Regions from separate parts of the Ovis aries genome. Here region 1 is linked to region 2. A link is a contact called in public Hi-C data. All regions are on one chromosome and are shown on one strand. The core of a region is the stretch at or near the end of the contact, and the rest is flanking DNA. Distances in the headings are between cores, read along the strand shown. Region 1 holds the start of ARMC12 (armadillo repeat containing 12). Region 2 overlaps FKBP5 (FKBP prolyl isomerase 5).

What was found. A called contact is a pair of places that touch in the nucleus more often than the background predicts.
Region 1: a contact with region 2 is called in a Hi-C map of mixed tissues, with 2.9 times the contacts expected there. The contact joins the promoter of ARMC12 here to the enhancer-like site in region 2. A contact is called at or near these places in 3 of 16 Hi-C or Micro-C datasets (mixed tissues and tail adipose tissue).

Annotation. Positions count from the first base shown.
Region 1 is chr20:9,849,196-9,852,610 of ARS-UI_Ramb_v3.0, forward strand. ARMC12 (armadillo repeat containing 12) reads left to right here and starts at 1,317. Exons shown (of 9, transcript XM_060403597.1): 1 at 1,317-1,462; 2 at 1,541-1,587; 3 at 2,483-3,415. LOC121817391 (a long non-coding RNA gene) reads right to left here and starts at 1,907. Exons shown (of 2, transcript XR_006057276.2): 1 at 1,721-1,907; 2 at 1,167-1,573.
Region 2 is chr20:9,798,880-9,802,500 of ARS-UI_Ramb_v3.0, forward strand. All of the region lies in intron 2 of FKBP5 (FKBP prolyl isomerase 5), which reads right to left. Among named protein-coding and RNA genes, the nearest start is that of FKBP5, 21 kb to the right of the region's middle. Within about 2 kb of position 1,387, at least 3 of the 54 cell types and tissues checked have an H3K27ac peak or open chromatin away from gene starts, as enhancers often do.

The DNA.
Region 1 (3,415 bases), core at 67-2,566, 50 kb after region 2:
CTGGCTGATGGGAAGGAGAAGGGGACTGACAGCTTCAACCTCCCAGAGTCCAACTTTCCTCCAGGGCTTGCTCAGGCCCCCACCCTTACCACCCAGAAGAGTGCAGAACCCCTGGTGAATGGGGGAGCCCAGGTGGGAGGTGGGCAGATGAGAGCAGGGGTGACAGGCAGCAGGATGCCACGGCTGAAGAAGGAGGCATAAATATAAAGCAGCCAGTGTCGGACTGGACAGAGGCCATATGAAACACACGGTACATTCCGGCCCCAGCGTAACAAACTGTACCAGCCTTTTTCAGAGCTGGGAGCACTGAGGGGAGGGAGGAGAGCAGAGGTTCCTTCGAGGTTGGCCCTGCCTCCTCCTCCCCCACTTCTCCCACAGCAGGGAAAGTCCCGATGTTCCTTTTGCAACCACAGGAAACCTCCTATCCCAGCTCACACTCTGTACCCAGTGTTCCTCTCAGCAGCTCCAGACTGGAAGGGAGGAGCAACGAGGGGGGTAGGGGGTAGGGGAGGGGAGAGCCACAGCAGCCCAGGTCACATCAGGGGAGGTGGCAAGCATCCCTGGGACACTGACTCACAGAGTCACAGCCTGGAAGTGCTGCAATGGAGGCACAGACGGCGGAGAGGTGTAGGGAAGGAAGTGCCTGGTCCAAGGTCACACAGCCAGTCGTGCACCAGGGAGGGACCAGAGGGCATCCAGAGCTGGGCAGTGCTGGGCAGCTCTCTTGGGTGTAGTATGTAGGAGTGGCAGGCCAGGAACAGGCAGTGCCTGGGGAGCAAGGGTGGGAAGCCCAGATCCAAGGCCACCTCTGAGCTCTGGTTGGCTCTAGGCACATCTGGGTTGGGTCTCCTCCACTCTTCCCAAACCCAGCCTGCTCTCCTAAATATTAGAGATAATGCATGGTGAAGTGCCTAGTGTGCAGGCGGGTCTGCGGTGATGTAAACCAGGCTGAATCACCTCCACGCCTTCTCTCTCCTCCTCCACACACACAGCTCAAAGCCTAGAGCCTCCTGGGATCCTTCTCCCCTATCACTATCTCCTTCACCGACTCCCTATAGCTCTCACACATTTGGTACTCACCACCTGCTGGCTTGGGTTATTATTTAACCTCACATGCCATGTGTTTGTCTCTTCAACTGGCCTGCAAACTGCCCAAGGGCAGGAAATCATTTCAATACACCGAACATTTATTGAACATCAACTCCAGTGCCAAGCTTGGCCTGTGGGGGATGAGCTCAAGCCATGGGAGAAGGCTCAGAGCAGCAGACTTTGTTTCTGCCTCAAGGACTTTCTAATCTGGTTAGAAGAACAGGATTAGTAAACAGATCACTAGAATATGAGACAGGCCACACGCTGTGCCCTGAGAAAGGTACAGACTGAGTATGCTGGGCTTTCAGAGGAGAGAGGAATCAGATTTGGCTGGCACTGTTCCAAACAGGCTTTATGAGCTGGAGCTTGAGAGGTGGGTAGACCTTGGAGAATGGGCCTTACATACGGCAGGGGCTCGGTATGTAAATCCTTTGTCCCTTCCTTGTTCCAGGAACCTCTAGGCCAAGCGCTCAGGGACCTCTTTCTGCAGAAGGATGGGTAAGAAGACGTGGCCCTGAATACACCCGGGTTTGGGCTGGACGAAGGGAGGGGTCAGGCTCGGGTTTGGGGTCGTCTTCTTTCACCCCGCCGCCCACTCCCACCCGCTAGTGTCCAGGCTCTTCCTACTTACTCCTGGCGTCCAGCCAGGGGGTTCCCAAGCTAGCCGAAAGCTGGGCTTGGTTTGCCAGCCCCTGGGAATCACTGGAGTCTCCAGGCTTGTGTGAAGAAAGGATCCATCAGGGAAGGGGTCGGAGGCAGGGGGAGGCTCCGGGGAGATGGCTTGAACTGGCCCCTCTAGCGGGCTTCCGTTGTCACGTGACCGCATCCCAGGTCTCGCAAGTATGGGGCTGGCGCGTTCCTTGCTCTCCTCCTCCAGACTCCTGGACTGAGCACCCGTGGGGCTTGAGCGGCCGCCTGGGTGGCTCCTTCTCTCGAGTTTAGCTACCAATATCTGCCCCTCGCCCCTTACCAACTGTGGTGCCCCAGGCTCCCCACTCGCCCAGGGATCCAAACCGGGACTCAGGTGGGGGATGGAGTGATCTGGGTTTGCTAAGGCCGGAGATCGGGCAGAGCCTCAAGGACCCCTGGGGGATCCCCCTTGGGTGCTAGAGTTGAGCACCAGCCCCCGACCGTCCCCAGTGTCTGCGCCGGGCCCGGCCCCAGCGTGCACTCGCGGGACCGCGGCGGCGGCGGGGAGGTTGCGCGCCGAGCGCAAGCCGCGAGCACAAACAGGGCGAGGAGGCTGGTGTGAGCGCCTGGGCCGGGTGCCAGCGCGCCGGGGCTGGAACACAATGTCCCGAGCGGGCGGGCGGGCGAACCGGGAGCGAGAACAGCCTGACTCAGCAGCTGGGTAAGTGGGTGTGCTCGCTCACCAGATCAACCGCTCTTGCAGCCTGCGGTCAGCGACAACTCAACTCTCTCGGAGGCTCCCTCGAGCGGGAGGAGCGAGCTTACGGCCTGCTCGAGGCTCCTGCCCCTGCCTATTGCTCTGGACCTCCACGTGGCCGGTTCGCGCAGCCCTCTGTCTTCTCGCCCCCGCATTCCAGCGTTTCGCTGCCCCCCGGCCGGACCTGAATGGGCTCTGCCCACTCAGGAGGGGCATTCATCTCACCCAGCCCGGCAGGTGTGGCCCGCCAGACAAGTTGATCGTCCCCTTCTCCCACCACTCTGGGAGGCCTCTGGAGGTCTTGGCATGGTGGGGGGTCGTTAACTTATAGTTGCAGATGGAGGTAGAAATTTGGTCTAGGCTGGAGGGGAGCAGAAGACGCTGGGAGAGATGGGATGGATGCTGCAGGGCAAGGAAGTCTTCCCCATCTCTGTCCTCGGTTGACCCAGAGTTCAGAGTCTCTTCCTGTCCCCTCCCCTCAAAACCACTAGGCCCCTGAAGATTACCCCGCAGGGAAGAAACAGGTGGGGAGGTGCTTTGAAGCCTGAGACCCCGCTTTTCTGCCTTACCCACGCTCCCACCCCAAGCCACAACAAAGACCCACGAATCCTGCCACCCAGCCACAAGGCTTCTCCTTCCTCCTCTGGGCCTGCTGTCCCCTGGGGTCTGGTGGGGCCATTGTGAGGATGACAGCTGCAGGGCGGGAGCTCAGATGTCTGCCCACACCAGGACTCTTCCTGGGGGGTGGGGACCTTTCCTACACCCCAGTCTCCTGGGGTGTCTGCAAGGTTCCCACCCCCGCTACCCCACATCCCGGGACACAGTGTACCTGGAGTGTGCCAGGGCAGGCGGGGAGGGGCTCCATCCTCTGCCAAGTTCCAGGAAATGCCCTGGCAGGCAGCACAGTCCTGGGCTCCAGGGCCTTCCAAGGTGGGGCGG
Region 2 (3,621 bases), core at 137-2,636:
ATAGATAAAAGTCATGTATCGATACATTAGAATATTATTCAGTGATGAAAAGCAATGCAGTACTGTAACATGCTACAACATGGATGAACCCTGAAATATTATGCTAAATGAAGGCCAAGCACAAAATGCCGTATCTTATACAATTCCATTTATACAAAATGTCCAGAATAGGCAAATCTATACAGACAGAAAACAGACTGGCGATTTTATCGGGTAATCAGGAAAAGGGGGTGATTGCTAATGGGTATGAGATTTGAGGATGATAAAGTGTTCTGAAGTGGGGTAATGGTAATAGTTGTGTAACTGTGAATATACCAGAAACCACTGACTTGTAGACTTTAAAGGGATAAATATTATGTTATGTGAATTTTACTTCAATAAAGCTATTAGAAGTTTAATCTATTGAGTGGATGAACCATAATTAATTACATCCATTGCTTCCAATTTACCTACTCTATGTAAAACTGCTGTGAACAGTTTTGTGCCTAGGCTTTATCACATAAAATTAGGGGTATGAATTCTGTTTGTAGGAATCTTGGCTTGACAACAGAGCAGCAAGTCAGTTAATTTCTTTGTGCCTCAATTTCCCCATACGTGACGTGAGATTACTAGCATCAATACCTCTTTGGATTCTGAGAAATAAAGTAATGTGTGTAAAGGGCTTTACATGGTGCCTGTCACACAGCAAACTTTCAACATTAGTGGTAGAGGTAGCTATTGTAATTGTTATTCTAGTCTGCATTATTTTCTAAAGATGATTTCCAGAAGGGGTATCATCAACTCAAAAAAAAACCCATGGACATTTATGTCTGAATACATCCTGCCAAACTACACATATCAAAAGGGGTGCACTAATTTTTGGCAGTAGTAACTCTATGAGAGAATCAGAGTAACCACGCCATCATCAATATTATCTTATAATAAATTTGTTTTCTTAATAGGCATCTCACTGTAACTGTTCATTTGTGCTGCTTTTGAAACCCAACAGTTTTTCTAATTATCATAAAAATCCTACATACCCTGAGCATCTACTTAATGTGAAATCTGTGCAAGACACTATACTGGGGGCTAAACAGAAACTAAAAATGAGTCAAGCAGAGGATTCTGTGTGAGGTAAGTCAGAGAAGCATTTTAACTCAGGATAATTATGATTAAGTATAACAAAGCTACAAAGTATTTATGAGGGCAGGTTTATAAAGGGGAGAAAAGATGGCAGTGTTTCAGCTGATTCTTGAAGGATGGGCAAAATTTCAACTGGCAAGGGTGTGGCAAGAGTGAAATCAAATCAAGGCTGGTAAAAGAACACAGCACACTGCAAGACTCTGCGACTAGAGTCCAAAGTGGCCGGGGAGGGGACGGTGGGAGAACAAGGCACAGGGTGCTCTGGGAGCACAGAGAGGTCCCTCTGAAACAGAGCCACAACCACGTGAGCTGAGGGTGAGAGCGTCTCCCAGGACAGTCGGCGTGCAGAAGAGCACGGAGACACAAAGCACTGCGACCCATGCAGCGAACTGCACGTAACCCAATTTGGCTAACGTGGAGGGTACTTTTGGGAAGGAAGCAGATGATGCTAAATGGGCAGAGGCCTGACTGTGAAGGACCTTGTGTGCCAGAAGCAAGCATTTGAACTTTTATTCCAAAGCAACTAGAGAACTGAAGCATTTTTAAGAAAAGAAGTGACAATCAGACTGACTTAGAAAATGAACTCTGGTAATACTCCCCACGGCTTCCCATCTCACACAGAATAGAGCCAAATCCTTCTTATGCTTGAAACTCTTCATGTACACTATCGATGCTACCTATAAGACAGGTAATTAATGAGAACCTACTGCATGGCACAGGGAACTCTACTCAGCACTCTGTGGTGACCTAAATGGGAAGGAGATGTGAAAAGGGGGGGCACGTGCATATGCGCAGCTGATTAACTTTGCTGCACAGCAGAAACTAACACAGCACTGTCAAGCAGCTAAACGGCAATCAAGATTTCTAAAAATAGTAAGAATTAAGGGGGAAAACCCCATGCTGGCCGGTGGCTATCTCTGAAATTATTTCCTGTTGCTCCTCCTCTCACTCTGCCTGCGTGACTCTGGCCCCCTTGCTGTACCTTCAATACGCCACTCCTCAGGGTTTCTGCACTTGCTGTCCCCTCCACCTGAAACTCTTGTCCCAAATCAGCTTCCTCACTGGTCTCTGGTTTGCTTCCTCACTTCCAGCAGGTCTCTGTTCAAACACTTTCTTATCAGGCAGACCCTCCCTATTACCCAATATAAAAGAGCAAGAAACGACGACAATCAATCCTACCGTCATTTTCCTCTACTTACCACCTGGCACACCTATTTATCTGAAAATTTCCAGTCTCTCATTACTAGAATGTAAGTTCCAGGATGGATCCTCTTAATTACCCTGATATACGAACTATTATTAGCATGTCCAGATGGTGAAATTCAGGGGCATAATACTGCTCATGTGCAGTGGAACCAGGCAGAATGACTCCTGAGCCTGCATTTGAACCATTTCACCTACTGACTCTGGTGAAGTCACAGGGCCCTGGCTTTGACTCTAGATTATTTCCTGTGACTAGGCTCCATCCTGACAAGCACCACAACAGTACACTCTAAATTCACACTATGTTCTTCCAAAAAAATTTTAAAAAACACCTCATTCTTATCATTTGTTATTAGCTGAGTTTCCAAAGCCAAGAAACATTTTTAAAATGATCACTTAAAATGCACAAGGTATCTGGACTTGTATCTAGTCAATAATAAGCTGGCTTTTTTTTTCTTGTGTTGGACCCGCAAATATTAAAACAAAATGAAAAGATTTTATGAAACTACACAAAAAAGGAACATAGCACATGACACCAAAACTACTTTTCCAAGACCTTTTTTCAAGTGTAATAGTCAACTTCAGGAATAAAACTAACTCCAACTTTAAAATACACACAACAAAATTTTCTGAGGTATTACACCAAAGAAGAACATGGCAGCTACCTGGAAAACATCCAGTAAATACAATATCATCTGTAGAGAAAAACAATGAAGGTGAGGGACTCCCCAGGTAGCCCAGTGGTAAGACTCTACGTTTCCAATGCAGGGGCTGGGGTTTGATCCCTGCTCTGGGAACTTAGATCCCACGTGGCTTGTAGTGCAGCCAAAAAATTAATTAATTAAATTTTTTAAAAAGGCCATTAAAAAAAAACGAAGGTGAGTTCCCAATAAGATTTATCCTGATTCTTTTCCTGTTTCTCAGATTACTGACTTCTTTTCTTGATTGCTCTTTTCATCCCATCTCCTATTACTGCAAGTTGTTTAGTTACTAAGTCGCGTCCAACTCTTTTGCAATCCCTGGACTGTAGACCAGCAGGCTCCTCTGTCCATGGGATCTCCCAGGCAAGAATAAGAGAGTAGGTTGCCATTTCCTTCTCCAGGGGATCTTCCCCATCCAGGGATCGAACCCACGTCTCCTGCATTGTCAGGCGGATGCTTCACCACTGAGCCATCTGGGAAGCCCATCACTGCAAGCACCTCTTTTCAAAATGTAGTTTTCAATCAACAGCTTTTCCCCTGTCAACCACTTCATCCCAGAACTCATCCACTCTTAATTTCAACTTTACCTACAGAT